2 separate regions of the Anser cygnoides genome follow, and region 1 is linked to region 2. Evidence: chromatin contacts called from public Hi-C data. All regions are on one chromosome and are shown on one strand. The core of a region is the stretch at or near the end of the contact, and the rest is flanking DNA. Distances in the headings are between cores, read along the strand shown.

Region 1 (4,413 bases), core at 389-2,888, 85 kb before region 2:
ATTGCACGGTGCTCGTTACCCTTGCACGGTGCCCGTTACCCCTTGCATGGTGCCCATTACCCCTTGCATGGTGCCCATTACCCTTGCACGTTGCTCGTTACCCTTGCACGGTGCCCATTACCCATTGCACGTTGCTCGTTACCCTTGCACGGTGCCCGTTACCCATTGCATGGTGCTCGTTACCCTTGCACGGTGCTCGTTACCCTTGCACGGTGCCCCTTACCCATTGCACGGTGCTCGTTACCCTTGCACGGTGCCCTTTACCCTTGCACGGTGCCCGTTACCCTTGCACATTGCTCGTTACCCATTGCACGTTGCTCGTTACTCTTGCACATAGCTCGTTACCCTTGCACGGTGCCCGTTACCCTTGCACGGTGCCCGTTACCCTTGCACGGTGCCCGTTACCCTTGCACGGTGCTCGTTACCCTTGCACGGTGCCCGTTACCCATCGCACGGTGCTCGTTACCCTTGCACGGTGCCCTTTACCCTTGCACGGTGCCCGTTACCCTTGCACATTGCTTGTTACCCATTGCACGGTGCTCGTTACCCTTGCACGGTGCCCGTTACCCCTTGCACGGTGCTCGTTACCCTTGCACGGTGCTCGTTACCCACTGCACGGTACCCGTTACCCATTGCACGGTGCCCGTTACCCTTGCACGGTGCTCGTTACCCTTGCACGGTGCCCATTACCCATTGCACGTTGCTCGTTACCCTTGCACGGTGCTCGTTACCCTTGCACGGTGCTCATTACCCATTGCACGTTGCCCGTTACCCCTTGCATGGTGCTCGTTACCCTTGCACGGTGCTCGTTACCCTTGCACGGTGCCCATTACCCATTGCACGGTGCTCGTTACCCTTGCACGGTGCCCGTTACCGCTTGCACGGTGCTCGTTACCCTTGCACAGTGCCCTTTACCCTTGCACGGTGCCCGTTACCCTTGCACATTGCTCATTACCCATTGCACGTTGCTCATTACCCTTGCACGGTGCTCATTACCCATTGCACGGTGCTCGTTACCCTTGCACGGTGCCCGTTACCCATTGCACGTTGCTCGTTACCCTTGCACGGTGCCCGTTACCCACTGCACGGTGCCCGTTACCCTTGCACGCTGCTCGCTGCCCCTCCCGCGGCGCCCCTTGCACGCCGCACGCCTCCCGCCGCTCTCCGCACGGCGCCCGGCGCGCGCCCCAGTGGGCGCGGCCTCCCCCCGCGGGCCGCCGGGCGCGCGGCGGCACGTGCTCCCGGCGCCGGGCGGCCGAGGGCGGGGCCGAGCGCCGCCCGCTTGATTGACGGCCGGGCTCCCCGCCAGCCAATCGGCGCCGGCGCCGCCGCCCGCCCTCCGCCGATTGGCCGCCCGCCGCCCGCCGCCGCCGTCCCCGCGTGGCCCCGCGCGCGCCGGGCGGCCTCCCGCCGACGGGCGGGGCGAGGCGCGGGGCGCGCGAGCGAGGGGGCGGGCCGCGCGCGCGCGCCCGCGCGCGTGACGCCCCGGCCCGCCAATCGCGGCGCGGGCTGCGGGGCGGCGGGGAGGGGGGGGGGGGCGATCCGCGCTGCCATTGGCCGGCGGCGCTGTGGGAACGGCCGCGGCGGCGGTTTCCCACGAATGGGGAGCGGGCGGCGGGTATAAAAGGCAGGGGGGGAGCCGGCCGCCGCCACTCCCGGCCCCGCTGCCGCCGCCGGAGCTCCGCGGTGCCGCCGCCGCCGCTCGCAGCGCCATGCCCGCAGACGCGGGCCCGGAGAAGCCCACCGCCTCGCCCATCGCCGGGGCGCCGGCCACCGCCAGCCACACGCCGGACAAGCCCCGGAGCGCCAGCGAGCACCGCAAGGTAAATGGCGGGGCCCGGCCGGCGCGCGGCGGAGGTGGATGGCGGCGAGCCGGCGGCCGTGCTGAGGTCGGTGCATGGGGAGGGGGGAGATTAAATCAAAAATTAATTTGGGGGGGGGTGTGGAAGCGATCGGCGACCAACCGAGGCTCTCCCCGCAGTCCTCCAAGCCCATCATGGAGAAGCGGCGCCGGGCGCGCATCAACGAGAGCCTGGGGCAGCTGAAGACGCTCATCCTGGACGCGCTGAAAAAAGACGTGAGTTGGGGTGTTTTTGGGGGTGGGAAGGCGAAACGGAGGGGGGTCTGGGGGGTGAGGAAGAAGGTGGGGGGGAGGCTGACGGCCGCTGTCGTCCCGCAGAGCTCGCGGCACTCCAAGCTGGAGAAGGCGGACATCCTGGAGATGACGGTGAAGCACCTGCGGAACCTGCAGCGGGCGCAGATGACGGGTAAGGACGAAACCCGGCATCCCTCTCATCATCCTCTTTAAGAAAAAAATAAAAAAAAATCCCTTTTCAGGGTTTTTTTTGGGGGGGGCTGGGTGGCCGCTCGCACGCCACCCCGCAGCCGCTCACCCGCCGCCCTTCGCTTTGCAGCCGCCCTCAGCGCCGACCCCACGGTGCTGGGCAAATACCGGGCTGGTTTCAACGAGTGCATGAACGAGGTGACCAGGTTCCTCTCCACCTGCGAGGGGGTCAACGCCGACGTCCGCACCCGCCTGCTCGGCCACCTCTCGGCTTGCTTGGGGCAGATCGTGGCCATGAACTACCCGCCGCCGCCTCCTCCTCCGCCGCCCGCCGGGCAGCCGGCGCATCTGGCACAGCCGCTGCACGTCCAGCTGCCGCCCGCTGCCGGAGCCGTGCCCGTGCCCTGCAAGATGAACCCCGCCGAAGCCTTGTCCCCCAAGGTTTATGGGGGTTTCCAGCTCGTCCCGGCCACCGATGGCCAATTCGCCTTCCTCATCCCCAACCCAGCCTTCCCGCCCGGCTCCGGACCGGTGATCCCCCTCTACGCCAACGCCAACGTCCCCGTGTCTGCAGGAGGAGGAGGAGGATCGGGGAACGCATCCGCCACCCCGTCGGCGTCCCCGGTGCAGGGCTTGACATCATTTGGGGGCAGCATTGTGCCGGCGTCCCAGGCGGGGAGCCCCGTCGCAGAGCGCAGTGAATCCGTCTGGAGGCCTTGGTGACTTGCCCAGAGCAAAAAGGCACGAAACTCTGCTTGGCTCCGTTGTAAGGAGCCCTGTTATGGTCGGGTTTTTCTTTTTTTTTTTTTAAAAAAAAAAACGCAGAATGGAGGATTTAAAAGGAAAAAAAAAAAGGACCTCGATATGAACGTGCTATTTATTATTTTCAGAGGTTGGGATCTCAACTTGTATTTTTACTCCTTTGAAATGCCTTTATTTGAGATACTTTTTTTAAGAAAAAGAAATAAATGAGAAATAGTTTTGTAACAAATATTCAAAAAGTATAATGCCAAAGTTGTTTGTATCCCGTTTGTCTGTGTGTGTGTTGCGTGCCTGTGTTGGAGACTTCCAAAAAAAAAAATGCAGGTGTTTAAATAAACTCTTTGAAATAGATTTTTTTTCTTCTTTTCATTTAGCAGGGACAAAGCTAATCCTCAGGAGGGGGGGGGAAAAAAGTAGGGGCAAACTTTATGGCCTTAAGTAAGGCTGCTGGAAGGGATTCCTGCAACAGATAGAGGGGAGGCAAGGGGGGGTGGGGGTCTGGCCCTGCTGAAATAGCACTGAGATCTTTGCAGTGCCCTGTTCCCGCTCAAAAAAAAAAACAATTCCTAAAAATTTGCCCCTGGAACCTGAGCAATGCACGACCCCAATACCGCTTACTGAAATAACTCTGCTTTTAGGATTTGCTGCTGCTTTTAGGGCTTCGCTCCTGTTACCTCTTTTTAGGGATTGGGGGGGGGGGGGGGGTGCGCAAAAGTTACTATCTCGCCCACAAAAGAGGCAGGAGAGTCTGTCCCCATTGTGAGGAGGGTAATTAGAAGGTATAAAGGGTCTCATCGAGTATGCAGCGGGCTCTTTGGGAAGTTGGGAACCCTATTGAAACGCCTGGGAACTCGGAGCTGAGGGTTAATGTGTGTCTTTTTTTTTTCTCTCCACTCTCATTGACAGGGCCAGATAGACTCTGATACTCAATGCTGTTGTAAATTCAATTGCCTGGCCTCACAATGCCCACCTCATAAAAGAGAATAACTCGGGGTTGTGGCTTTTTTCTCTCTTTTTTTTTTTTTTTTCCAGTAAGCAAGGGAACCGAGGAAAAGACAGTTTTGCCACCCATTCTGACTCACCCCCGGCACTTGAATCCCGGCCAAGTGGAAGCAATTGCAGCCTCGCGCGCAGGGAATTAACCGCTTCCAATTGGCACCAATTAATAAGGTGCGGAGAAAGCACCTAATTTAATTTATTTTTTTGGTGTGCTTTGCTCCGGATTGACGAGGATACCGTGTAATTTCGCAGAGCAAAGCCGGCACGTGACATGCACGGAGCCCCCCGTGCCTGGCTTCCCTCCGTCCCCTGGGACCCCACAGGTGGGGGGCAATGCTTGGGACCCCCCCTTGGGCTTTGCTTGGCTC
Region 2 (4,182 bases), core at 1,177-3,676:
ATCACCAGGGTGGAAGGGTAAAGCACCAGCAGCCGGTCGTGCTGTTCCTTGGAAAAGCAAAGAGGAGGAAGGCTCAGCCCCGGGGACAGAGCCCAGCTGCTGCTGGGGCACAGCCTCCCGGCGAGGCTCCTGCAGCTCCAGCTGCCAGCCCCGACCTCCAAATGCTCGTTGCGCACACGTGCCGTCCCCTGGCACCGCAGCTGGGCTGGAGGAACGGTGACAAACCTTGTCCCATTTACAGGGGCGCGGGTTAAAGGAGCCCTCGGGGACCCCCTGGATGGTTGGCAGCACTTGGGCAGGGCTCTGCACCATCGGCCTGGCCGACCCGAGGCTGCGTCCTACCTGGAAAGGCAAGTGCTGAAGCTTCACTTTGGAAGCACAGAGGACGTTGCCGAGGGATTCCCGCTGGGTCCCTCTCCACTCCTGGACGGGCATGTTCTGCACGGACCACCGCAGCTCCTCCTTCCCCATGGAGCTCTGCTGCCAGTCATCCTGGGGACAGGAGCAGGGCTGAGGAGCAGGGAAGCTGTGTCCTCCCCTGAGCGCTAAGCCAGCACAGGGCCCACGGCAGGACACTTCTCAAGCGGGGCAGAGGCAGGAAAGATCAAATAAACCTGTGCAGGAGGCAGCTTTCCAGCCTAGCATCATCTGCACGTTTTGGGAATTCAGAGGGGAATATCCACGTTTCACACGTGGGCAGACAGAGGCAGGAGGGGAGGAGAACACCCCCTAAAGCTTGGAAGAGAAGGCAGGCCTCTTGAATCTGGTCCTGTTTGCTAGACCCCGCTCCCAGCCTCCTCCTCCGAAATGTTTTGCAAGCTCAGGACATTTGCACCAGCAGCCAGCTGGGTGAGAATTTCTCCGAAGCAGCCCCAAACCTCGTGGTGCGGCACCCCTGGGTGGCAGGGCTCCCTTTTGGCACCCACACCCTGCCGGACCCCTGCACGCCAACCGGAGGGGCGGCTCCTGGCTGCTGCAGGGAAGCAGCCAGCCTGGAGAAGAGGGGATCGGGCCCGGATTAAACCCCACGTCTCCGCCCAGCATTTGGAAATAGCAGCGAGCACAGCAGGGAGCGCTTGGAAGCGGACCCAGAGCTCCGCTGCCTTTCCACCCCCTGCCCTCTGCTCACGCTCTGCAGGCTGGAGGAGCCCCGAGCCCCAAAGGAGGACGGAAAAAGGTGCTGGAAAATGCTGAGAGCGGCTGGCTGGAGGGGTTGTCCCCCTCTAACACAGCTTCACCGGCCCAAGACGCTCACCTGAGAGAGGAAGGGCAGGCCCAGGCTCCCTCCGTTCAGGTGGATCTGTTTCTCCAGGTGGTAAAGCCACTGCTTGAGCTCTGACTCAGTCGGGCAGAACACGATAAGGGGATTCAGCAAAGGACCTGGGAGAAACGAGATGAGACGAGCAGATAAGGGCACGAGCATCACAGGGCAATCAGCTGGCCGGGGCTGTCCTGGCTCAGCACATCGCACCCCAGGCTGCCTGGGACATTGCTCTCCGGCCACCGAGCTCCAGCCCACGCCGCCACCATCTCCGTCACGTTTCCTGGCATGGGACGGGCTGCTGGGAAGCTCTCGGGAGGCAACCTCGCCGGCACCTTCAGCTCCTGCGGTCACCTCTAGCTCTGACCGCCCTTTTTCTGTCCAAAACCAAGTCAGGAGCAAAAGTCCAAGAGTCCAAAAGTCACGCCTGAGAACAGCAGGCAGCTTTTAACTCCGCAAGCCCCCGTCGGCTTGCGGAAAGCATCCATGACGCCTCGCCAAACCATCGTGGTGCTCTTGGTTTCGCTTCGGCTGCAAACACATGGAGCAGCAGCAGCTTCCCAATACTGCCTGTTTATTGCCTCGCCAGATAGGGCCTGTGCCAGACGAGCTGAAGCTGCTCTCAGACGTGGCCCGGGAGGGAGGAACAGCCCTACATCTCGTTGGGTTTAGCGTCTCCGGCTATCGTTCCCTTCGTAGCACAAGCCCCAGTCTCACACACCCCCTGCTACTCACTGCGGAGACAACCTAATGACGTTAATAATCATTTCTGGCACGCTGCAGAATGGACGTTGTGATTAATAATTTACCCGTGATCTCACAATTAAAGCCATATTTGGTGCATGCTTCATAAGGCCTGGATTCATGGGACTTGGAGGTACTCAGATAACGAGCGCACGGCATAAACACGGTACTTTGCCCTCCTGTGGAGCGCCTGTCATCTCGTAATTCCTGCATTATCTGCGACTATCGCTTAATTAAGACTCTGAGACACCTCCGTCTGTCCAGAAATGCACTAACACAAACACAGAGGTGGGGAAACCGAGGCAGCTGAGTGGCAGCCCGTGAGTCACGGTGCTCAGACCCGTCGCAGCACTGCGGTGGCACGCAGCCCTGGGCACCCGTGTGCCCATCGACCCGCGTGGCTCCGAGCTCTCGCCTCTTTCCCTGCCTTGATTTCCCTGCCCTTGCAGCGGAGATAAAGAGATTCCCTGCCCTGTGCAGGGCAGCCGGGAGGGTGCATACGTGACAACGTTATCCAGATGTTCGGGAAGCTCCGAGCCCTTTCGGAGCACCCAGACCATCGCAGAGGCAGCGGGAATCTTTTCCAGCACGGCACTGCGTGCCCTGCCACCCCTCGCCGCCACATCCGACGGGGTGCTAAGGGGGGGAAAAAGGAGAAGAGGAACTCCAGCAGCACAGCCTGCGGCAGCGCCGTGACGCAGCGGGGCTGAGCAACCTGTGCCGGCCCTCGTGCGCCCTTCGTCTGCCCCGCGCTTCCCCTTTCCGTGGGAAGGCTCCCAGGGGAAGGTCGGGGTCAACGAAGCCACTTCCCTGCGCGGCTGCAGCCCGTTCCCACCCAGAGCTCTGCCTGGAGCCAGCAAAAAGCTGCTGCAGCACCCCCAGCTGGGGCAGGGGCACCAGGATGCTCCAGAGCCTGGAGCAGCCAAGGTGCCAGCATCAGCAGCGACGGTGCTGGCACCTTCCAAGGCACCGAGCTGCCCAGAAAGCACAGTTCCTGGGGAAAATCCGCAGGATTTCACAAGAGGATGGGCTCGTGTCTTCTGTCTCCAAGTCATGAGACAAAAGACTCCCACCCTGAGGCCACACACCAGGCTCTGCTCCTGCTGCGCCTCGGTTTCTCCCGCTCCAGCGGAGAAATAAAACTGCTCCGCTGATCTCACGGGTTTCCTAAACACCGCTGCCTCCCCGGCCTCTCCTTGTCACTATTTCCTAACCACCTCCCTCTGCCAGAAGAGCCTCGGTTTGTTCTTCCCCTGAGCAGGACCCAAACCCAGCACAGCTCGGGGCGATTTTCCACCCAGCCGCGCTCGCCCGCGTTTCAGCGCGATCAGAGCGCGTCCGCCCAGCCCTGCGCGGAGATTTCCTTCGTCTTTTCGGCTGCCAAAAAGGGTTCGAGAGCCCTGCCCCACGCAGCTCAATGATGCAACAACCCGGCAGTCCTTAAAATTAGTGGGTCATTTTTCCCAGCTCCTTTTTATAGGTTATTTTTTTTGTTTCAGTGGCCATTGCACGGCTTTCTAGCAGTGGGCACAGGACACGAATGAGCTTCCTTGGCTCTGTCTTTACAGGGTTAACCGCTTATTTCTGTGCACTTCAAGCTGTAACTGCCCCTCTTGGGGGCTTGGGGCTGCTGCAGCTCTGTAATGACTTTGCCCAAAGAAGCCTCCGGCCATGCTGCAGCAGGTTGTGATCCCGGGAAACGTTTTATAAAGGAAGATCTCGCCGAGAAAAGTCTAAAAGGCTCATGGAGGCAGGAGTGCTGCTGGGGGAGAGTCAAAGAAGTGATGCTGTGCTACGATGGCACCCAGCTGGTGTTACTGGTGGGGCCGTTCACCTCTCAGCACTGCTGCAGTTTGCATTCAAATCTACATCAGCATGCACAGCTCCTGCAGGAACCACCACCAGGTGCCCCATCGGCCCATCCCCTGTGCTCCCCCCCCAGCCCCTTCCCTGCCTGCAGCCCTGGGCATCCGTGGCCAGGGATTTCGGAGCCTCGGAGGGAAGGATGCAAACGGTGGGAGGACGAGCATCACCTCCCTGTCTCCTCTCTCAGTGTGATTTCCTCTGGGACTAGGTCAGAGGGGGACAAAGAGCAGGCAGATGTGACTAACGCACCCTTTGCTCCCCATTCCCGAAGCGAGCGCGGAGGCACCGACCTGTGATGCGGAAGGCGTGAT

What was found. A called contact is a pair of places that touch in the nucleus more often than the background predicts.
Region 1: a Hi-C map of liver shows a contact between it and region 2, with 2.1 times the contacts expected there. The contact joins the promoter of HES4 here to the enhancer-like site in region 2. A contact is called at or near these places in 2 of 7 Hi-C or Micro-C datasets (both in liver).

What each region holds. Positions count from the first base shown.
Region 1 is chr23:5,134,444-5,138,856 of Taihu_goose_T2T_genome, reverse strand. HES4 (hes family bHLH transcription factor 4) reads left to right here and starts at 1,638. Exons shown (of 6, transcript XM_048067760.2): 1 at 1,638-1,823; 2 at 1,982-2,077; 3 at 2,180-2,267; 4 at 2,415-2,866; 5 at 2,869-2,937; 6 at 2,939-3,024. The coding sequence starts at 1,713. The coding sequence ends at 3,007.
Region 2 is chr23:5,049,990-5,054,171 of Taihu_goose_T2T_genome, reverse strand. It overlaps PLEKHN1 (pleckstrin homology domain containing N1), which reads right to left. Exons shown (of 15, transcript XM_048067341.2): 5 at 4,162-4,182; 6 at 1,256-1,380; 7 at 343-510; 8 at 1-47. Among named protein-coding and RNA genes, the nearest start is that of PLEKHN1, 9.4 kb to the right of the region's middle. Within about 2 kb of position 2,426, at least 1 of the 3 cell types and tissues checked has open chromatin away from gene starts, as enhancers often do. A contact at or near this core is called in liver, where this site is marked.